2 separate regions of the Sus scrofa genome follow, and region 1 is linked to region 2. Evidence: chromatin contacts called from public HiChIP or PLAC-seq data. All regions are on one chromosome and are shown on one strand. Each heading gives the region's core, a stretch centred on a gene start, on an enhancer-like site or on the middle of the called end of the contact. The rest is flanking DNA. Distances are from core to core; before and after follow the strand shown.

Evidence for each region. HiChIP or PLAC-seq counts read pairs in DNA pulled down with a chosen protein or histone mark.
Region 1: a contact with region 2 is called in an H3K27ac HiChIP or PLAC-seq map of alveolar macrophages. The contact joins two enhancer-like sites. A contact is called at or near these places in 1 of 47 Hi-C or Micro-C datasets (liver) and 1 of 2 datasets of contacts at active chromatin or transcription factors (alveolar macrophages).

The regions. Positions count from the first base shown.
Region 1 is chr2:26,038,038-26,045,378 of Sscrofa11.1, forward strand. It overlaps PDHX (pyruvate dehydrogenase protein X component, mitochondrial), which reads right to left. Exons shown (of 13, transcript XM_003122869.4): 8 at 3,413-3,587; 9 at 1,126-1,273. Among named protein-coding and RNA genes, the nearest start is that of MIR1343, 25 kb to the right of the region's middle. Within about 2 kb of position 5,059, at least 7 of the 83 cell types and tissues checked have an H3K27ac peak or open chromatin away from gene starts, as enhancers often do. A contact at or near this core is called in alveolar macrophages, where this site is marked.
Region 2 is chr2:25,617,274-25,623,674 of Sscrofa11.1, forward strand. All of the region lies in intron 1 of SLC1A2 (excitatory amino acid transporter 2), which reads left to right. Among named protein-coding and RNA genes, the nearest start is that of SLC1A2, 17 kb to the left of the region's middle. Within about 2 kb of position 2,893, at least 3 of the 83 cell types and tissues checked have an H3K27ac peak or open chromatin away from gene starts, as enhancers often do. A contact at or near this core is called in alveolar macrophages, where this site is marked.

The sequences.
Region 1 (7,341 bases), core at 3,809-6,308, 420 kb after region 2:
AGTTAAAAATCTCCTCATAAAGAAAATAACAGGCTTAGACAAGTTCACTGGTAAATTCTACCAAACAACTAAAAAGGAAGTAAAAACCAATTCTATTCAAAGACTTCTAAAAAATAAATGAATAAGGAACATGTCCCAACTCCTCATGTGATCTAAAAACAAACTCAGAGAAAAAAAAAAAAAAAAAACCTCAATAAAAGAAAAACTACAGGCAGGTATTTCTCATGTACATAGGTGTAAAGATTCTCAGGAAAATTTTAGAAAATGGGATAAAACAATATATGAGAAAATTTTTAATGATTAAATGAGTTTTAATCACCCATTAATGAGGAGTCACTCATGTAAACAAAGCTAATTCAATACTTGGAAATCAACCAATATAACTGACCATCTTAAAAGGGAACTGAAGGATTATTTCAAAGGATGCACAAAAAGTATTTGACAAAATTTCAACATTCATTCATGCTTAAAATTCTAAGCAAGATAGGAATACAAATTTTCTCAACATAAAGAAGGGACTCGTCAAAAAAACTAATAGCTAATGTTAAAGACTGAATGCTTTCCCTCAAGATAAAGAACAAAGCAAGAATATTTGCTTTTATCACTTATATTTGTCACTGTAACAGAGGTCTGAGACAGTGTAATAGTGCAAAAAAGTCAAATAAAAGCTATATAGATTGGAAAGAAAAAAATAAAACATAAGTTCATACTAAAAACTTGTCTCTCAGCAGCCTTAGTTTTAACTGATTCGGGCGAAGAACATTACAAATTTAATAACATGAAAGTACTTTTTGAAGAGAAACTGAAAAATTAAAATGTAAAAAGAAGAGTGGTATCTATGATGTATTTATAATCTAAAACATTCTTAAATCAGTTTTGGATTTTATAGCTTCTAAAATATTAAGAATTGCTTGTTCAGACATCATACCAAAAAGTATGATTTATTCAGTACTATGGAACCAATTTATTACCTGTAGGAAAACAGAACCAATTCTTTCCTAGCATTAAAATATGCCCACGTGATGAAGCTGAAATTAAAAAGCTACACAGTATGTATTTTATAAACAAAGGATTTCATAATCGTTTAGCATGTGTACTACATTAAGTAAATTCAACTTTACTAACCTCTGGCCAGATTTTGTCTAACTTTTAAAACAGCTCCAAGGTCACAGTCAGCAGTAGCATAGGCATGAGGTATAGTACTTTTCGATTCAGTTAATCTCTTGGCGATGACTCTTCTAATATTGCTAGCAGGGATTTCAGTGAATGTACCCTGCAAAGAGCAACATAACATATCTATTAAACCATAAATGGAATTGGAAAAAACAAGCAAACAAACTGCATAACTGAAATCCAGTTTTAATTACTCAACTTATGAAAATGAAGATGACTATAGTAAAATTATTATTAATATTACTTTTTTTTTTTTTTTTTTTGCTTTTTAGAGCCGCACCTGCAGAACATGGAAGTTCTAAGGTTAGGGGTTGAATCGGAGCTACAGCTGCTGACCTACACCACAGCCACAGCAATGCCTGATCTGAGCCGCATGTGCAAGTTACACCACAGCCTGCAGCCATACCAGATCCTTAACCCACTAAGTGAGCCCAAGGATGAAAACCACATCCGCATGGATACTACTTGGGTTCACAACCCACCGAGCCACAACAGGAACTCCAATAATTTTTAGCACAAAAAGGAATATAAGAAATCTGAGAAGTTTATAGTATATGACTGCAGAAAAAAGCAGAAAGAAGTACTTTTCACAGTTGTGAATGGAACATCCATATGACTATGTTTAAGACCATCAGGAAGAAATCTATCAAATCAGGGGAGTTCCTGCCTTGGCGCAACGTAAACGAATCTGACTAGGAACCATGAGGTTGCAGATTAGATCCCTGGCCTTGCTCAGTAGATCAAGGATCTGGCATTGCCGTGAGCTATAGTATAGGTCGAAGACACGGCTTAGATCTGGCACTGCTGTGGCTGTGGTGTAGGCTGGTAGTTGTAGTTCCGATTAGACCCCTAGCCTGGGAACTTCCACATGCCCTGGGTGTGGCCCTAAAAAGACAAAAGGACAAAAAAGACAAAAAAAAAAAAGGAATCTACCAAATCATAAATAATTTCCTCTCATGGGTGTGCTTATTTGAGGTATCATCTATAAGCCTTTAAGTAGCTTTTGGTACAAAATCGCTTCTTAATAAAACTCAAAGCAATCACTAAATCAACAAAACTACAGGCAATTCTTAGAAAAAAAAATAGCCTACAGTAGAAAAAGATAATATAATACACCAGATAATCTGCCAAATCATTTCTATTTTGGTTTGGAATTAAAAATAAAAAAATCACCTGAATGTCTTATTTTCAAGAAACACAATATAAAGTATGAATGAGATAATAAATCTTCCTGTAAGCTACGTGTTTGAACCTCTAACGAAAACACGATGGACTTTAAGTTACATCTCTTTCCTTCCTTGTCCTTCACTCCATTCTGGGACTGGATTACAATCACTTAATATAAAACAGCCAAAAGTATGGCTGACTTCTTTTTCACAAATGGTCTATCAAGGAATTAAACATGTTAGCAAAGTGCTTGATCAAATACAATAAATGATACCTACATACTGTAAGAATCTGAATGTAAGGTTTATCTGCTGAATTTGAATAACTTCTTTTTAAAAATAAGATTTGATTACTCATGAACTTTTGAGTGTGTAGTCATGAATCATTAATGTGCATTTTAAAAATCTTTTTCATGAACCTTGGACTGTTTTTAATTTTTTTAAAAATATTATATTGGAATATATTTCTCCATCAGAAAAAGCAGTGTAGGTTTACTTATTTATTTTTTTAAAGTGCCATCCCATTTTAAACAAACCTGATTATCCTGCATGTCTTCTGATGGGAAGCAAATGACATAAAAGGTACTAAGAAAGGGAGTCAGGAAAAATGGAGTAATTTGAAAACAAAAAAGGGGCTATTACACCGCATGTATCCAAGAAGGAAAGAATGATGAGCTTCACAGTAAGACTATCAATTCCCTTAGTCAAACAAAACAAAGCAAAACCCTATGTACAAAACAGAGCTGGCATCAACTACCAATTACTAGCATCACACCCAAGAAAAAAAGGACAGGAAAAGTTATCATGATTATAGAGCATACACATGGCACTGAAGTTGTAGAACTTGCAGCAAATTTAAAATGAATCATAATTCTATTTGGAAGTCAGCACTTTACAAACAAACTTGGTTCATAGAAATGTGCAAAACAAAACATTTAGAGTATTTTTGTCTTTATCACTTACAGCTACTATTAAAACAGACTGGCAGAAGTACTTGTAAAACATACAGTAACAGTTCTCATTTTCCCTTTCACTTAAATCTGAAAAATAGCAATCCACTCAGATGACATTACCGCTACATTAGGTTGTCCAGGAATTGAGACTGGAGGGATCATTGGCCGGGGATAGGATGGCGTGGCTGTGGCCTGTGGGGGCAAAGGTGCTGTGGGAGTAGTTGGCAGGGCTGGGCTGGGTCTGGATTCAGTAATCTTGCCCATTTCTTTCAACTGGACCAGTTTGAGAGCATCCCTGGAGATAAGAAGGGAATCAGAGAACCATGATTAGAAACCAAGAATATGCAGGAGAACTTTCAGAAAGTGGAGGCCAGATGTGCAGAGAATATAAAGAAACATATAGATGTTCAAACTATAAAGCCAAACGGATTATTTGAGCTACACAAGAAAATCTTGTCTCTCACCTGTTCTACTGGTTTACATTGTCCAACGGCTACAGAATTTGCACATTTCAAAAACCAAAGAACAAACAGAATTTTATCAAAGTATTGGGTGTAGACAGGTATTTTTTAAAGGAAAATCAGTCTTTTATTCTGAGGGGGTGTCTTTTGGTAGACGAGCAATTCATAAATTAAATTATATCCTCATTCTTTGTACTCGTGAAGTAATTTCCACATAGCATTCAGAAAGTAGGATTACTGCACCTATGACTTTCATTAGGATATTTACTAAATCATTGTTTATTCTAGTGCAAATTAGCTTGCATATGGCCAGGAAATTATGCCATTTAAAATTCTGCTTAAATGCTATCACCACAATCTAATGCAGTAAACAGAACCCACAGCATCATTTAGAATGAAAAATAACTAAACCAGTAACAGACTTGCCTTTGCGTAACTCTGTAAAACAAAAGTGATTTTGGTCATTAAAAAGATATAATTAGACTACTATGTCCAGTTCTCAATCCATTCTAGATTACAGTGGGTATAAGGTCATGTGTTTTCTGAAACAAAACAGCTTTTTTTTTTGAAAATTTTAATCGACAATTCAAAAATACTTTAAAAATGTTTTACATTAAAATATATCTAAATTTTTTAATAAAAAAAGTTTAACATTATCTAAAAACAACTTCAGGGTGACACAAATCTAAAGGCAAATTATATCTTTAAAATTTCTTAAACACAGTTAATGATTTGGTATTATCACACGGTAGGCAGAATTCTAAGGTGGCCCAGTATTTCTGTTCCTGGTGTACACACTCCATATAATCCCCTGAGTGTGGGTAGGCCTGTGAATATGCTGGAAGTCACTCCCATGGCAAAGGTGATGGATTTTTGTAGGAATAATTAAGGTCCAAAATCAGTTGACAGTGAGTTAATCAAAAGGCAAACTATCCTGGAAGGGCCAAACGTATCACATAAGCACTTTAACTTTCAGGAAGTCCTGAAAGAAGAAATTTTGAAAGCCTTTTTTCCCCTTCTTCCTTTTTTGGCTGCTGTTTGGCAAATGCAGCTCCCACGCCGGGGATCAGATTCAAGCCACGGCTATGACCTACACTACAGGTGTGGCAACACTGGATCCTTAACCCCCTGAACTGGGCCAGGGACTGAAGCTGCATCCCAGCGCTTCAGAAACACTACTGATCCCATGGCACCACAGCGAGAACTCCAAAAAGAAGAAATTTGAAGGGAGAAAGATTCTCCTGCTTGTATTGAAGAAGCAAACAGGCGTTTATTTATGAACTGCCTATGGAGATGATGCAATGGCAAAGGCCTGAAGACAGCCTTTAGGAGATGAGAATAATGCCTGGGTTACGGCTAGCGAGAAAACAGGGGCCACAGTCCTAGGAAGTGAATTCTGCCAACAACCATGTGAGCCTGGAAGAGTCTCACCTTCTGGCCCACACCTTGATTTCAGCCTTGTGAGACCAAGAGCTGGAGAATACCTAGCCAGGCTGGGCCAGGACTTCTGACCTAGAGCACCATTAACTATTAGATAATAAATGGGTGTTGTTTGAAGTTAGTAAGTTTGTTGCAATTTGTCATGCAGCAATAGAAAACTGACACAGGCAGAAATGCTCTAGCCTGGGGAGGGGTGTGTATCATTAGAGAGATTTCCCAATATGTACTGGTACATTTTTGAGGAAGGAGGGTCCATGCTTTTTATGTCAGATCCAGAAAGGAATGCATAAACTAACATTAAGTGCAACTAACTTACTCATTTCAAAATTAAAGAGTTGACATTTAAGGTAAGAGGTCACGCTGACAAAAAAAAAAAAAAATCTTAAATGTTGCATCATCCTCAATCCCTAAGTGCTGAACCAAGGAATGAAAGTGTTAAAATGATCCTCTTGTGTCTGTATGGTGGTTATGTTAATGATGTAATCTCACACAAGCCATGTGAGGGAGGTTTTATTACTCCCAATGTATAAATGAGGAAGGAGGCTCAAAAGGGTTCAATTCCATTTCTAAGTCGGTTTCTCAAGCACCCACTCTATTCCAGTGTTGTAGATCTAATGTTAAGCAAAACACTTCCTATTAAGGAGTGTTATTCTATAGGAGTCATATATTAATCAAGTCAACAAATCGATAGTGATGTGCTATGAAGAAAACAAAGCAGAGGAATGAGACTGAAATTGAGAGTAGTGGGTGAGAGGGAAGGCCTTAAGAATGAATACTTCTATGGAATGACTTGAAGGCGCAAGTCTCAAGAAGAGTTGGGAAAAGCATGTATCTAGGTAGAGAATAACAAGTGTAAAGGCAGGGAAATCAGGGCTTCTAAAAACAGAAGGAAGGCCAGAGTGGAAGGAGTGCAGTGAACACAGAGGAGGGGTTTGAAAGATGAAGCTGGAGAGGCAGGCAGCTGCCAGCTGCCAGGGCTGGGACAGACCCAGGTATGGCCAACTCCAAACCCTGCGTATTTGCTGCTATCTTCCTAATAGCTATGCACAAAGTGTGCAGATTAAACATAAACTAAGGCAGAGTTGAGTAATTTTTTCTCATAAGAACAGGCTAGTATAGAATTAAATGAGCATATCTCTGAAACTGACAAAACATTGTAAATCAACTATATTTTTATAAAAAAAGAATAAAAAATTAAAATCTCAAAAAGAAAGAAAGAAAGACTAAATGTCTAAGGGAGGGCTCTTCTGTTAAGGCTTTTGAAAACAACCTTACTTCTGTTTGGAAATTCATTTTTAATTTACTTATGATATTTATAAGCATTTTTCCAGTTAACTGTGATAACATTTACATGTGAAGTAAGTGACTGCCAATACAATTCACGGCCACAGAGATAAAAGTGTAAGCAATGAGTAAAATAAGGCCTTTTACTGATTCAGAAAAATGCTCTCAACAAAAAGTATTTATCTTTTAAGAGCTCTTACAACCTAACATTACTAATTCCCTTTCATCATATAAGGTAATTAACTACATCTAACAAAATCTATTATTAATTTGAGTTTTAAATTGAATTAAAGTTGAACATCAGAATGGCATATCCAAAATACATTGATCTCCTTATACAGGGATTCCTAGTGTACCTCTCAGCGATTGGTTAAAAATAAACAACAACAAAACAATGAAAACTTGAGGAGACTAGAAAATCTAAAATAATGCCTAAATACATGAACTTGAAAAAAGGTTGGTCACACTAAAAAGACACATTTCATTTCACTATCAGTATAACTATTACTGTTTTATCAAGAAATGACAGCTTAGGTTCATCCTTAAAAGTAAGGAGTCATTAGTCATAAACAAGTAGAAAAATCAATTTTGGCTACACGTCTATGGGTTCACAGTAAACTTTTACTGTTGATTTCAGTTATAAAACCTCATAAAGCAGAAATGTTAATTACTGTTCGGTAAGAGTCATAATTTAGTGTCTGTAATTTAGAGAATGATTTTAATGATGTCTGTCCATTAAATGATTAATCAGTCTAACCTTGAAGAAGGAGGTGGACATAGAAAGCTCTAAAAATTAGGAGAAAAACTCATGTTCCATACACTTCCGCAGAAAGACACAGGATTTTTTGGTTGTTCACTTGAGGC
Region 2 (6,401 bases), core at 1,643-4,142:
TCGTTTGCTTTTGGGAGGTTCCTGCAGAGGAGGACGGGGCAGCTCTGGGAGTGCTTGGCCAAATCTTCCTGCAGTCTTCCTGTTTGACTGACCTCACAGCACAGAGAAGGCCAACTCAGAACAGAGGAGAGGAAAAGCTCTCCTTCCTGGACTGCTAGACCCATGCGGTCAACTCTGGTGATCCTTTGAGTGACAGAGGAGGCAGCTACCTGGAGTTGGTTATATTTTAGTGGCAGTTGTTTCAATTTATTCTTTCCATCAGCCTAAGTCTCCCTAGATGGATTTCTTCTCTCTCTCTCTCCCAAATCCTTCATTTGTGCTCTTGTATGTATAGCTCGTGACACTTCCGGGGTCTCATTCTTGGTCCGAACTCTTCTGGCTCTGCCTTTTCTTAGGACACTCCTTGGGCGTTTGCATCCTGCATGTATCGTGGTAACTCGCAAATGTGCATTCCTATTTCAGACCTTTTCTCAAAGCTCCAGATTCATATAACCTACCACCTATTGCACATCTCCATTTGTGCAATGCACAGACATCTCAAAATGACCATGATACAGTGGAACTCTTGATTTTTTTCCCCCACAGCCTCATCCCTACTTCGCACGTTTCTCTAGAGATTCAAAGCCAGAAATGTAGATATTACCCCAGATTTTTTTTCTCTTCCATCAGTCCCAACCTACAAGCTTTCTCTCTTCTATTGCAAAATGTACTGAATGTACCTTTTCTGTCCGTTGCTGTGGCCATCACATGAGCCCAGACAAATGTCATTGCCCCAGTGGAGGCTTCTTCGAAGCCTCTTACCTTTTAGTCTTCAAATATCCCAGGGTCTGGCCCACCTTAGTGCCCACCCTCTTTGTCTGGACCACTTCCTACCCTCCACCTACTGCCATTTGCTTGACTGGCATCCTCTTATCCTGGTGCATCCTTCAGTTCTTAGCTTGAACTCAATCAGCATCTGTTGATTGAATAGTCAGTCCAGCTCAGCCTGGGGATGCAGAGAAGACATCTCAAAAAAGGTGACATTTGAGCTGGTTCCTTTCCAGGAAGCTTGTCCCCATCACACTTATTACAGCATTTAATTGTGACAGAGCAGGCTAAATATTTTCTTGTCTGTCTGCTCACGATCCTGGTATCTCTCTGAGGATCAGGACTACATTTCTTTGTGCCCCAACTTATCATTATTGCGATGTATGTTGGTATAATCGAATTGTCTACTTTGGGAAAGAGACATGCAAGGACATAGAGGGCACAGGGGGATGGCTTTAAGGGGGCAGCTGGACCAAAGTTGAAAAAAAAAAAAAAAAACGTTCTTTCACTTGCTGGAACAAGTCCTCCTTTAAAGTTCAGCTGAACTTTCCTGCCTAGCCGTCAATAACCAGCCTTTTAACTGCAAAGGGCTGATAGGGTTCAAGTAGGTTGTAAGAATAATTAATTGGGCAGCAGCTCATCTTGGGAAGCCAAAAATGTATTTGTCACAGTCAGTCATGGTCCCATGCTGGTGTCTGGAAGAGGTTACAAACTCTTATAGCTGCTGTTATTTTAAAATGCAGTCATGTGGCTCAGTGGTTCATGAACCCGACTCGTATCCGTGAGGATGCCGGTTTGATCCCAGCCTCGCTCAGTGGGTAAAGGATCCAGTGTTGCTGTGAGCTGTGGTGTAGGTCGCAGAGGCGGCTCGGATCCTGCATTGCTGTGGCTGTGGTGTAGGCTGGTGGCTGGTGATTCAGCCCCTGGCCTGGGAGCCTCCATATGCCTTGGGTGCGGCCCTAAAAAGACAACAACAACAAAAAAATGCAATCAAAGGTAATCAGGTAAGACTTTTTTTGAGCCCACTCGCCACCTCTTCCTGCATTTCCCCCCCAAACCACCTGCTTCCTCTCAGCGTGATGTCTCTCTAGTCCTTTTCCTTGTTCCTTGTGAAGGAAAACAAGGAGAAGCTAGCAGGCACTTGGTATTCAGACACAAAGAAGGATGGGGGTCAAAGATGATGTTTAAATTACATAAGTGAATAAATCCAAGGCTCAACGTACAACTGCTTGTGAAACTGATGTAGGAAAAGTTACCAGAAGCTGACAACATTGGTGTAAATTGATGCTTTTTAATGTTTGCAGAGATTCTGAATGTAGTTAATCATTCCCAATAGAGTTCTCTTCTCTGGCTTCCTATCGTGGTCGGGGTAGGGGAAAAATAAAGAGCCAGGGGTCTTAATATGACTTGGCATTGGTATGTATATTTTCTGGCAATATAAATGAGAATGTGTGATATGTCTGTATTTCCTGAAGTGGAGTTTTCTGGAGGTTTCTGGGAGCGGGCTATATGGAGGGGTCCTTGTTGTGTCCTGGTGGGATAAGAGGATAAAGACTCTGCGTGGCATGTTCTTCCTTGACTCTTAGGAAGAATTCTTTTTTTTTTTTTTTTTTTTTTTTTTGATTTTGCATCTTCCTCTTTTGTGGATCCATTTAGGAAGAAGTCTATGATTGGATGAAGGGCCAGTTTCTGGAACCCCTTTTCTGAACCTTAGGAGAGAAAACCTTCAGCTGAAAGTGCCCTCATCATCCTTATGGAAAATGCTAGATTCCTCCTAGATTCAGAACTGGGGCATTCAAACTGCTGTTTTTAATGTGAAAATAGAGTCAGGGCAGAGATGCCATATTTTCTAATTTCCTCTGTCTAGAACTCTTTGTTAGTTGGAGCATCCGTGGATTGTGTTTTTACTTTCTTTGCTTTCTCTCTCCCTCTGAAGACACCCAGTAAGTCCCCAAGAACGTGACCTCCAGATCTCCACACACAATCCACATGTAATTAATTGTTCAATGGTCAGACAGACCCAACAGTTTGTCCAGCAGGGGGTGCTGTGGAGCCTCCCATGGGCCACCTGCAGGGCCAGGGTGATTTTCCTGCTGCCCTGAATCGAGAGCTGGAGGGCAATTGTCTGCATCCCCAGGCCAGCCCCAGCTGTTACCTCCCTTTGGGAAAAGAAACCCAACCGCTTTGACTGTTTACATTCCAAGTGACCTGGAGTTGTTAAAACAACCAGGGGACCGGGGCTCTGGAGCCCAAGGCCACACCTGGGACGACAGGCCTGAGGTTGAGAGCCAGTTGACAGCTGTCACCACCAAATACCACCCTGGTCCTGGGTCCTCACCCTCCCGGTCTTTCTTCCTGAGAGTCATCCGTGGGATTCGAACAAGATTTGGTATGTCCAACCTGGTTGGGTCTGGGTTCTTGGCCGACTTTTTAAAGTGAAGGGGCAACCCTGGGAAAGAAGGGAGACCTTTAATGAGGGAGGAAAAAGACACTTGAGGGCTGGAAAAGTACATTTGGAAAGGGCTGGAAGGGCCCCAGAATAAACAGTGCAAGAATGGAAGCATGAAAACAGATACTCCTCTTTTCAACATGACTAACCAGCCCCCCCAAAGTCCAGCTTGTGTTCCAACCCAGTTGCAAGCAGGAAACAAAATTAAAATAGGCATGAAAATGCTGTGCTTTTGTTACCGGGCTCACTCCCTCAGGAGGAGGCCGAGGAGGAGTCGGGGACTCAGCCACGTGTCCATATGCTGCTTGAAAGAGGATGTTTCTGTTCACTGTTGAGCTGCCAACGGCAGGGAAAGGTTCCTGAGTTTTCCAGGAGCAGGAAAATCATGCTTCCATGCAGCCGTGACTTTTGTGTCTAGTCGGGGGCATTTTAGGTTAACCTTTGAGTCTCTCGTGTCATAGAATTGCAGGGTATTTAGGGAATAAATAAATGCAAGCCGTCGAGGAGTTCCTGTCATGGCTCAGTAGTAATGAACCCGACTAATGTCCATGAGGACACGGGTTTGATCCCTGGCTTCGCTCAGTGGGTTAAGGATCCGGTGATGCCGTGGGCTATGGTGTAGGTTGCCGATGAGGCTTGGATCTGGTGTGGCTGTGGCTGTGGTGTAGGCCAGCAGCTGCAGCTCTCATTCGACCCCTAGTCTGGGAACGTCCATGTGCAGTGGGTTCAGCCCTGAAAAAAAAAAAAAGAAAGAAAGAAAGAAAGAAAATCAGTTGAAAAGTTCCCTGGGTGATTTCTTTACCACAAGAATTTCTGAGTCCTCCTTTAAGAGAAACAGGGCTGGTTTCATGGGTGTGTGATGGGCAGTCACCTGGGGCCCTGGGCTCAGAAGGGGCTTTTCCTGGGTTTCATGCTCTGCAATCACCATCCTTAAACTCTTAATAACAGAGGCCTTGGCTTTTAATTTCACACCGGGCCCCACCTATTAGGTGGCTAGTCCTGCAGGGAAGCCACATATCCACAGGGCCGTGTGAATTTCTGCTGTTCACGGTGATAGTGAACATGATGAAAATGATAACCTTGAAAATATCTGTCTCTTGCATTGCACTATTATGACAATGAGACGCTTTGCATAAAATAACTTCTGGAGCCAGCATTGCATTGTGGTTGTGTATCTGTTTTCATGCTTTGGATGTGTTTGATATTCAGGCAAAATTGCCTGGTCCACGGCTTACTAACAGTATAGCTTCAGGGAAGTTCATTGGCCTCTCAGACTCTTTATCTGTTCAGTAGGGGCAATATCACCACCTGATAGGGCTTTGGGAAGGATTAAGGCAGGATGTGGGTGAAGCACTTGGTAGAGTGCGTGAGACCTGGAGGACACCCTGTAATGACTGTCTTCTTCTTCTTGCAATAGCCTGACTGTATTGCTTTCAGTTTGCTGGACTTAGGCGGGGTTACCCATCCGGCTCTTTGCAAATTAGGTTGCTAACCTTGGTGTGTACCCACAAGTGTGTTTGCTAATTCTTTCTCATAGAGCCACAGGTGATAAGATTAGAAAGTAGGGCCTGGACTTCTTTGTTCTTGTAGAGGTGGTATTTGCACTAGTGGAGATTCGTTTGAAGAGTTTTCTCTTTGTGTGCTTTTAACCCTTGAACTAGTTTTTACTTGTAACACATTTGACTCAAAATGCGTGGCACCTTTTCCACCACACTCTCCGACACCAGATGGGTTTCCTGCAATTCAATTCAAATCAGATCCTTCTGCCTGGAGTTTGTGTCAGACCCCTTAGGTTAAGGGCTCCATCCCAAGAGACTGCCCCCACGTGACTGCAGGTGCCCGTGGCAAAGTTATACTTCTGATTGACAGGCTATAAATTCTGGGAGTTCCCACAACCCCCTCCTCAGGTTTGATGATTCTCTAGACCCACTCATAGAACTCACCCTATTATAAAGCGTGCAATTCAGGAACAGCCAATGGAAGAGAGGCACAGGTCAAGGTATGGGGGGAGGCATGTTGCCTCCCCGCCTCAGGGCACACTTTGATGTGTTTCCAACCCAGAAGCTCTCAAAGCCATCCATCCTTTAGGGATTTCTATGGGGGTCTCCTTATGTAGACACGATGGATCAAATCACCAGCCACTGGTTAGTAATTCACTCTCCAGCTCCCCTCCCCTCCCCTCCCCCAGGGTCAGGGTAGAGGGGAGGCTGAAAGTTCCAACCTCTAATTGTACCTTGGTCTTTCTGATGACCAAGAAAGCTACCAAGGGGCAGGATCCCCAGCCACCAGTCTTCTCATTGGTCTACAAAAGGCACGCTTATCCCCCTGGAGAGTCCTGCCATTTGGGGAGCTGTGATCCCTCCAGGAATCAGGGACAGAGACCAAATATTTATTTTGTATTGTGTCACAATCCTGTACTAGGATGGTCTCCCCAAGCTAGAAGCCTTCTGCTCCCTTCTCATTCAAGCGTTCTGAACGTGTCTAAGGATAAGATGGATTGTTTCAGGCGATGTTGGACAGGGAGCTGGGGGCAGGAGGCCTATCCAGCCTAGGTCAGACTTCTGTCAGGCAGGGGCACCGTGGAAGACAGCCCAGATTTGGAAGGAGGGTGGGTGAGCGTTGCTTCCTCTAACACCGAGGGTCTGTGATGTCCTCTGTGACGTTATCCCCATCAACTCCAACGACTGAGGATTCAAGATTTTCCAGCACCTTAAAACCACCTTTTAAAATAACTCAATGAATTTTATTATATTTACAGTTGTATAACCATCATCATAATTAACCATCTTAAACATCTTATGGGTGTGTGGTAGTGCCACTGTAGATGGCCAAATCATGTGACAGAATGTTACTCTTTTATTGGGTGAGCTGGTTTAGGGGGTAAAAGGAGCCTCTGTGTGCTGTAGGAAAGAATGCTTCTATCTTCCAAATAAAACACAAAAAGTCGTGTCCAGCTGGTCACTAAAATATTACTATAGGGTTATCTTCAAGGAAAATCAAATAGAGAGACTTACATGTTTTTCCCCCCTTTTCTTTGTAATGTTATCTCTGTTAAAATTTCCATGGGATTCTGACTTTTCAGGGATATTCTATATAATGTGTGGCAGGAATAAGCTATATGAAGACAGCATTCTGGAAGACTGGA